2 separate regions of the Sus scrofa genome follow, and region 2 is linked to region 1. The links are chromatin contacts, called in public Hi-C maps. All regions are on one chromosome and are shown on one strand. The core of a region is the stretch at or near the end of the contact, and the rest is flanking DNA. Distances in the headings are between cores, read along the strand shown. Region 1 holds the start of ZNF671 (zinc finger protein 671). Region 2 holds the start of LOC106504178 (zinc finger protein 333-like).

What was found. Hi-C and Micro-C count contacts between places; a contact is called where the count stands out from the background.
Region 2: a contact with region 1 is called in a Hi-C map of liver, with 4 times the contacts expected there. The contact joins the promoter of LOC106504178 here to the promoter of ZNF671 in region 1. A contact is called at or near these places in 1 of 5 promoter capture datasets (liver) and 2 of 47 Hi-C or Micro-C datasets (heart right ventricle and liver).

The regions. Positions count from the first base shown.
Region 1 is chr6:62,494,219-62,499,208 of Sscrofa11.1, forward strand. It overlaps ZNF671 (zinc finger protein 671), which reads left to right and starts at 2,092. Exons shown (of 3, transcript XM_013998881.2): 1 at 2,092-2,686. The coding sequence starts at 2,654. It also overlaps the pseudogene LOC100737830.
Region 2 is chr6:62,587,184-62,591,925 of Sscrofa11.1, forward strand. It overlaps LOC106504178 (zinc finger protein 333-like), which reads left to right and starts at 2,980. Exons shown (of 5, transcript XR_002345387.1): 1 at 2,980-3,596.

The sequences.
Region 1 (4,990 bases), core at 842-3,341:
GGAGCAGGGCCCTGAGCCAAGGCCGCCGCCCCACGGGGAGCTGCAGTACCTAGGGCAGATCCTCCGCTGCAGCTTCCAGAAGGATGAGGGCATGGGCACTGGCACCCTACTGTGTCTGGCATGCAGGCCTGCTACACCCCAAGAGATGAATTTCCTCTGCTGACAACCAAACATGTTTTCTGGAAGGGCATTTTGGAGGAGTTGCTGTTGGTTTATCAAACAAGGGATCCACAAACGCTAAGGAACTGTCCTCCAAAGGAGTGAAAATGGGTCCTAGACCTCTCGGACAACCTGAGATTCTCCTTCAGATTATGACTTTTCAGTGGAGGCATTTTGGGCTGCATACAAAGATATGAATTCAGATTACTCAGGCCAAGGAGTAGACCAACTGCAAAAAGTAAGGACACAATCAAAAGCAACTCTGAGGACAGAAGAATCATCCTGTGTGCTTGGGATCCCAAAGAGCTCCCTCTCAAGCCCCCTGCCCTGTGCCACACCCTTTGCAAGTTCTACTGAACAGGGAGCTGTCCTACCAGCTGTACCAGGAGTCGGGGGACATGGGTCTGGGCGTGCACTTCAACATTGCCAGCTACCCCTTGCTCACCTACATGATCCCACACATCACAGGCCTGAAGCCATAGACTTTGAACACACTTCGGGACATGCCCGCATTGGCCTGAATCGCATTGAACCACTGAAAATAGAGCTTCAGTGAGGACCAAGGCCTTTCCCAAAGCTCAAAATCCTTTGAAAAGTTGAGAAAATCAATGACTTCAAGACTGAAGACTTTTATATTGAAGGCTACAACCTTATCCAACTATTAAAATAGAAATGACTAATTTAGAGAGTATTTATTTATTTATTTATTTAGTCTTTTGTCTTTTTTAGGGCCACACCGGCAGCATATGGAGGTTCCCAGGCTATGGGTCCAATCGGAGCTGTAGCTGCCAGTCTATGGATATTTACACCTAGGTAAAAGTTCATTTTGCGGGAGTTCCCGTCGTGGTGCAGTGGTTAATGAATCCGACTAGGAACCATGAGGTTGCAGGTTCGGTCCCTGCCCTTGCTCAGTGGGTTAACGATCCGGCGTTGCCGTGAGCTGTGGTGTACGTTGCAGACGCAGCTCGGATCCCGCGTTGCTGTGGCTCTGGCGTAGGCCGGTGGCTACAGCTCCGATGAGACCCCTAGCCTGGGAACCTCCATATGCCGCGGGAGCGGCCCAAGAAATAGCAACAACAACAACAACAAAAGACAAAAAGAAAAAGTTCATTTTGCTTTACAGGAGGAAGGGGAGTTCCCGTAGTACCTCAGTGGAAATGAATCTGACCAGTATCCATGAGAACACAGGTTTGATCCCTGGCCTTGCCCAGTGGGTTAAGGATCTGGCATTGTAGTGAGTTGTGGTGTAGGTTACCAACATGGCTCAGATCTGGCATTGCTGTGGCTGTGGCTGTGCCTGGGGACTTCCATATGTCACAGGCGTGGCCCTAAAAAGGCAAATTATATATATATATATATATATATATATATATATATACACACATTTTTTTTTTTGGTCCTTTGTCTTTTTAGGGCTCCACCCACAGCTTATGGAGGTTCCCAGCCTAGGGGTCTAAGTGGAGCTGTTGCTGCTGGCCTACGTCAGAGCCACAGCAATATTGGGTCCAAACTGCGTCTTCAATCTACACCACAGCTCATGAACCCTCAACTCAATGAGCAAGGCCAGGGATCAAACCCGCAACCTCATGTTTCCTAGTCAAATTCATTTCTGCTGTGCCACAATTGTAACTCCTTCCGTGTTATTTTTTATTAGATTCCAGGTAAAGTGATACCATATGATATCACTCATATATTTTAATTCTTGGATTCAATATAATCACTGATTATACAGGCAGGAAAAACGTTTTCTGAGGAAATCTATCCACTGGCTTCAGGGTGGCTCAACATTTCTCTTTCTGCTTCCATTCCACGGCCCAGTCTAGAATTTTTCCTCTCTTGTCCCTGACCAGAACTGAAGGTAACAACACTGAGCCTAAAGCTTCAGTTCATATGTATTTAAAAAACAGGTTAATGGTTACTAGCTCACAGGTATAAACAGACACAGAGAGACGTTAGCGGTGTGGAGTGTCCTTTTGGTTTTGCGGCTTTCTGGAATATCTGCAAATATTTCTGTAAGTGGTGCAGACTACACTTCATGGAATCTTGGTTTGGTCGATTTAAGATGATATCGGATTAGATTTAATTCCTTCGGATTAGAGGTACCACTTACAAACCCTGTCAGGGTGTAACTCACCCTTTCCCCAGGAACCCAGGCCTGGGACCTGAATCTCTCGCTAAGGGGACACTGCCCGAACTACATTACCCAGAAGACAGTGCGCCGTAGTCCAGCGCAGGCCCACGAGAGGGGAGTTTCTCTGCGCGCAGAAGACGTCTGAGCGGCACTTCCGGCATCCTCCGCTCCAGCGGATGTTTTGTTGGTTCCTGGGAGGATCTGCTCGCGCCTGGGTGCTTCTATGCTTGGTTGAGGACTTGGGAAGTGCGTGAGGAGGCATCGTCCCAGCTGTTCGGTGCCAGGGTGGTGCTCGGGAAAGTCGTCTTCGCGTCCGCAACCTGGACGTCGGCCTCTCTCGCCGCGCTCCGCCAGCAGAGCCCGATGGCGGCGGCCGAGCCAAGGGACCCGCTTCAGGTAAATGCTCGTCCGCAGGCCCTCCCCGCCCTCCCCCGCCAGACACTGAAGCCCCGAGTGCGGGGCGCCTGCTCCCGTGCCTGCAGCCCGGGCCCCGGTGTCTAGGGCGGTGGGGCCGTCTTGGGTGGGGTCTTATTTCTGACGGACGGTGTGATGGCGCGTGGGAGAGGCTACAGGGGAGGGACCCGCAGGTGCAAAGGCTTGGAGGTCGGGCTGAGCCAGAGGCTTTCTGGAGATCCTGGGATGCACGTCATGTCAGCACGGAGCAGGGGGTGAAGAGTCACACCTGGGTTGAGCAGTTGTACTTTCATTTCGAGGGCTCTGGAAGCCATAAGGATTTTGTTTTTGTTTTTGTCTTTTTGCCATTTCTTGGGCCGCTCCCGCGGCTTATGGAGATTCCCAGGCTAGGGGTCGAATGGGAGCTGTAGCCGCTGGCCTACACCAGAGCCACAGCCGCGCGGGATCCGATCCGCGTCTGCAACCTAAACCTCAGCTCATGGCAACACCGGATCCTTAACCCACTGAGCAAGGGCAGGGGTCGCAACCTCAGTGGTTCCTAGTCGGATTCGTTAACCACTGAGCCAGGACGGGAACTCGGAAGCCATAAGGATTTTGAATAGAACTACTTGATCTGGGTGGAGAGTTTAAAATTAGCCCACATTTTGTGGCGGCCAAAACAGATTAGATTGTAGTTCCCTGGTGGCTCAGCGGGTGAAGGATCTGGGGTTATCACTGCTGTGTCTCGGATTCCATCCCTTGCCGGGGAACTTCCACGTGCCGTTGGAATGGCAAACAGACAAACAAACAAACAAAAACAACTACAAAAAAAGATTCCGTTGGGGGCCACAGATGGTGAGGATGGAGACCAGTAAAAAGGCTACTACTAGTGGAGTTCCCATCGTGGCACACTGGTTAACGAATCTGATTAGGAACCACGAGGTTGCAGGTTGGATCCCTGGCCTTGCTCAGTGGGTTAAGGATCCGGCGTGGCTGTAAGCTGTAGTGCAGGTTGCAGATGCGGCTCAGATCCAGCGTTGCTGTGGCTGTGGCCTTAGGCCTGCGGCTACGGCTCCGATTCGACCCTTTACCTGGGAACCTCCATATGCCGCGGGAGCAGCCCTAGAAAAGGCGAAAAGACAAAAAAAAAAAAAAAAAAAAAAAAAGAGTCTACTACTGTTACTGTAGCAGCTTACAGGAATGTTCTAATGGTAGATGGACCAGAGTAGTGACAGGAGATGGGGAAGAAGTGAGCAGATTCTGGATAGGTTTTGAAGATAAAACTAACAGTACTTCCTGCTTCATTGGATGTGGCTGTGATTGCTAGTGAGTGAAAAACCAAGTTAATTTTTTTTTTCAGGGATGTCTTGAAAATGGAAATTAGGCATTCAAACTAGGGAGCAGGTTTCAGCATGAACATGGTTGATTCTGACATCTCAAGGGTGGAGGTGTCACATGGGCAGCTGAACAGAAGGTCTGGGGTTGTGGAGAAGAGTCTGGGCTGGAGATGTCCACAGCATGTAGAGAGTGGTCTGAGCTAGGTCAAGGCCTGGAGATCAGATTTCTGGATAGCAGTCTTAAGTGTATTGTTTCAGATGGCCCTTAGGGTGAGAGGGGAGGGCTGTGGCTGTGGGCAGAGGAGAAAGGGTGGGCATTTCTGAGACTTCCCTCAGAGAGGAGGGGTATTCTGTCCATCCGGTGTCTGCAAGAGGAGAATGCTGTGTAGGGAGGGTGTGAAGAGCCTGGCCCAGCAGAGGGGGTGCTGCAAAGTCGATTTCTGACGATGTCATCCTTGCTTTTGAACAGACTGTTCTAAGAGAAACACACACTGAAAAGCTCCTCCAGTGCCAGGAGTGATTCCAATGTAGTCTTTTGAAAACCACAAAAATACCTCAAATGCCATATGATAGTGTCCCAGCCTCCTTGTGTGTGTTTTTTTTTTTTTTTTTTTTTTTGTCTTTTTGCTATTTCTTTGGGCCGCTCTCACGGCATATGGAGGTTCCCAGGCTAGGGGTCCAATCGGAGTTGTAGCCACTGGCCTACGCCAGAGCCACAGCAACGCGGGACGTGAGCCACGTCTGCAACCTACACCACAGCTCATGGCAACGCCGGATCGTTAACCCACTGAGCAAGGGCAGGGACCAAACCCGCAACCTCATGGTTCCTAGTCAGATTCGTTAACCACTGCGCCACAACGGGAACTCCCTCCTTGTGTTTTTGACTAAAATAAATGTTCCAGGGAAAACAGGCTTCTTGCCTCCCAGGAAGTTTCTAACAAAGAATTCCTCTAATGTGAGTTATTCCCAT
Region 2 (4,742 bases), core at 1,730-4,229, 94 kb after region 1:
GGGCATTCCCCTTTTGGCTCAGTGGTAATGAACCCAACTAGTATCCATGAGGACTTGTATTGGGATCTGGCGCTGCCATGAGCTGTGGTATAGGTCACAGATCTGGCTCAAATCCTGAGTTTCTGTGGCATAGGCCAACAGCTGCAGCTCTGGTTCAACCCCTAGCCTGGGAACAACCATTTGCCCAGGTGTGGCCCTGAAAAAGCAAAAAAAAAAAAAAAACCCCAAACCCAAATGTGTTCAGGAGAAACCTGTTTAGCCACCAGATCCCTGGACTGGAAGTATTCTGTTCCTCTTGGACATGGCTCCATGTTGTTCCAATGCCCCAGTTACATCTCCTTGAATGGTCCTAAGTCCTCACTGTGGATGTGTGCAGTATACTTTTTTTCTTTTTCTGCACATCCATGGTATCTGGAAGTTCCTGGGCTAGGGATCAAATCCAAGCCAGAGCTGTGACCTATGCCACAGCTGCAGCAACGCTAGATCCTTAACCTACTGCACCAGGCCACAGATCAGAGACTGAACCAAGCTGGATTGTAAGCCACTGTGCCACAGCGGGAACTCTTGTGCTTATTTCCTTTTTAAGATTTTTATTTTTTCTATTATAGTTGATATACAATATTCTGTCAATTTCTGCTGTACAGCAAAATGACCCAGTCATACATATATTTATTCGTTCTTTTTCTCACATTATCCTCCACCATGTCTGTGCTTATTTTTTAAAAGGAATTTTGGCTACTTCACTTTTCTTTAACAATTTGGAAGACAGTGAAACAACCAAGATTTTTTTGAACTTCATTTGTTCTTCAATGATGTGACTTCTCTGTCTTAAGAAATAATTGTCTTTAACAATGGAATAAATTCTTTTCTTTTCTTTCTTTCTTTCTTTTTTTTTTTTTTTTTTTTTTTTTTTTTGACAATGCTTGCAGCATGTGGACTTTCCCAGGCAAGGGATCAAATCCATGTCACAGCAGCAACTTGAGTAAGTGCAGAGATAATGCTGGATCCTCAACCTGCTGCCTCTATCTTGTTTTAAATATTCAGAAATATTTCCTGAATGTCTTTTGAGCTGTACATAATGCAGTGTCTACATATAGCATATATTTTAATCTGCATTATTAATATATTCTTGATCAGTTTAAGTCTACATATGCAACAATACCATGATTTGTATTGTGTTCTAATTTCCCTGGTGTAAACACTCCCACTGTGGCCAATTTTTAATCAGCAACATGGTGTTACTGAACATGGAGTTGGGAATAGGTGTCAGTAGTGCACAATTGTATTCTAAATTTGTGGCATAGTCATACAGTAGCTGCAAATAATGTCTAGAACATAGAAAATAATAAAAAGTAAAATGGTTAGAAGTTTTTGTTAATTTTTAAATGTTTTATATCAGTATAATTGACTTCAACTGCATGCACATAAAATGTCTTTTTTTTTTTTTTTTGGCTGCACATGTGGCATGCTAAAGCAATTGAGCTCAAGCCACAGCAATCACAATGCCAGATCATTGACTTGCTGAGCCACAAGGGAACGCCAAAACAATTTTCTTGTTAAGTCATCATTAAGCCATAGTTTGATGCTTGTCACAGGTGAACTAAGAAATTACAAAGACTAGAAGAAGTCACACCCGTTTATATAGTCAAGCAGATACCATAACATACTTATATTCAAGATAAACAGTAACCAGTAACTAGTCCTCAAATAAATGGACTTGACAGAACAGTAATTGAGGTGATTGTTAGGTTTTTTACTTTATCCAGAAGAAAGTCAAGCATCTCTTTGACTGGTGGTAGTTTTCCAAATTGTAACAATTTGAGCGCTGAGGTTAGGCTCCTAAAGAAATACAAGTTAGGAGTTCCCGTCGTGGCACAGTGGTTAACGAATCCGACTAGGAACCATGAAGTTGCGGGTTCGATCCCTGCCCTTGCTCAGTGGGTTAACGATCCGGTGTTGCCTTGAGCTGTGGTGTAGGTCACAGAAACGGCTCGGATCGTGTGTTGCTGTGGCTCTGGCGTAGGCCGGTGGCTACAGCTCCAATTAGACCCCTAGCCTGGAAACCTCCATATGCCGCTGGAGTGGCCCAAGATATGGCAAAAAGACAAAAAAAAAAAAAAAAAAAAAAGAAAAAGAAATACAAGTTAGGAGAACTCTCTCCCTTGACATTTGCACTTCAAAAAATGGCTACCAGGAGTTCCTGCTGTGGTGCAAGGGAATTGGTGTCTTGGGAGTGCTAGATGCAGCTTCACTCCCCAGCCTGGCACAGTGAGTATTGCCGCTGCAATGGGGTGGGTTAGGTAGCGAATGAGCCTTGGTTCTGATCCCTGGCTCAGGAGCTCTATATGTGGAGGGGTGGCCAAAAATGGAACAACAACAAGGCTACCTGATGTTTCCACTTTATTTATTTATTTATTTATTTATTTATTTTTTATTTTGTTGTTGTTGTTGTTGCTATTTCTTGGGCCGCTCCCGCGGCATATGGAGGTTCCCAGGCTAGGGGTTGAATCGGAGCTGTAGCCACCGGCCTACGCCAGAGCCACAGCAACGCGGGATCCGAGCCGCCTCTGCAACCTACACCACAGCTCACAGCAACGCCGGATCGTTAACCCACTGAGCAAGGGCAGGGACCGAACCCGCAACTTCATGGTTCCTAGTCGGATTCCTTAACCACTGCGCCACGATGGGAACTCCTGATGTTTCCACTTTAAAGAGGTGGCTACCAGATTCTTAGAAAGACACTCCTTGGTCATAAAGCAGGAGGAAAAAAAATTCCAGCCAACAAAAGGACTGGTTTGTGGGTCATAGTAACAGCACAAAACGGAAAATTGGAAAAACCATATAATACTAAAAAAAACCCTTAAAAGAGGGTTTTTTTAATCACATCCCACGGTTCCTATAAATAGTGATCACAATAATGTCTATAATTCTTTTCTTTCTTTCTTTTTTTTTTTTTTTTTTTTTGGTCTGTGTCAGTGACATTTGCAAGTTCCCGAGCCAGGGATCAAACCTGACCCAAAGTAGTGACGATACCAGGTATTTTAACCAGCAAGGAACTCCTTAAATATTTTTATTCTCTAGCATATGAGATTCACTAGGCCTGAAATTAGGTCTTTCTGCTGCCCCTCCCGATTAGCAAAGCCCGGCCTTTCTGGAGTCAGGATGACCACTTTCCAGCATCCCTTCTTGAGCCGGGTGGAAGAGTTTCCGGTTGGTCAAGAACAACACTCATAAACCATCTTTGGAGCCCTGAGAACTACATTGTCCAGAAGACCCTGCGCCGAGTTGAGTCAATGAAAGCTCAGGGTGAGGCGTTTCTGGGCGGATTCCGGGTAGCGGGGCGGGAACTTCCGGCCTGCTGCTCCGTGAGCCGTCTCTGGGGCTCGGGGTCTGGTCTGACTGCAGAGCTTCGTGTCGGGATCCGAGCGCAGGGACCCGAAAGGTCTGAGAGGAGGCGCTGTCCCTCGGTACAGAGGTGAAGTAGGGATGCCCCACTCCTGACCTTGGATAGGGCGGTCCTGCTCTAGCTCTGCTCCTCCGCTGCTGCTCCCACAACAGACTCAGAGGCAGCAGCTTCACCGAGGTACCGGCACAAGGTAAACACGTCTTCCAGGCCGTCACCACTCTCGCTGCAACAGATGCTAAGGCCCCGAGTGCCCAGCGTCTGCTCGTTGCCGAAATTTGACCTCTGCCCACCAGCTCCGAATAGGAAGGGATCCAGTTTTTTGGCAAAGGAGGCCACCGCAGGCTAGTGCCATAAACACTGCGCTGTCCTTTGGAGAAGAATTGCAGGGAGTTTTATAGTCTAAAAGGAGAAAAAGAGGATTTCAGACAAGAATCAGGGTTGGGGCAAACGTGCATTCTTCCTTTCTGGGGGGATCTTAGGCGATCTCGGTGTGATCCTGATGGTGGTCTTCAGGGTTATCGCATCTTGATTCTTACTAGAATAACAATACTTGTGGGAAAGGCATATTTAAGCAAAATGTTGTGATTTTTTTTTTTTTTTTTTTTTTTTTTTTTTTTTTTGCTTTTTTAGGGCTGCACCCGGGCCTATGGAGATTTCCAGGCTAGGGGTCCAATCGGACCTGCAGCTGCCAGCCTGCATCACAGCCACAGCAATGCTGGATCCAAGCTGCATCTGCAACCTACACCACAGTTCATGGCAATGCCAGATCCTTAACCCACTGAGCAGGGCCTGGGGTCAAACTCACATACTCATGGAACCTAGTGGGAATTGTCACTGCTGAGCCACGACAGGACCTCCTGAGTTCCATTTCTTGTGTTTTGGTCTTGCTGGTGGGTAAGGACTGGGGTAAATGCAGTCATCTGTGAGAGTCCTTGTGCCTGGCAGGGAGACCCTAAGGGCTGGGGTTTTAAGGAAGGGTGAGTAGAGAGAGCAGGGTTGCGACTGTTGAGGGGGCAGATGGTGCGTCACAGATTCTAATATAGTCATTAGACACTGTGATGCTTTACAGAATAATTGCTTTCAGTAGTTTAAGAACATGTCTTGAATTCTTTTTTTTTTTTTGTCTTTTGTCTTTTTGTTGTTGTTGTTGTTGTTGTTGTTGCTATTTCTTGGGCCGCTCCCGCGGCATATGGAGGTTCCAGGGTAGGGGTTGAATCGGAGCTGTAGCCACCGGCCTACGCCAGAGCCACAGCAGCGCGGGATCCGAGCCGTGTCTGCAACCTACACCACAGCTCACGGCAACGCCAGATCGTTAACCCACTGAGCAAGGGCAGGG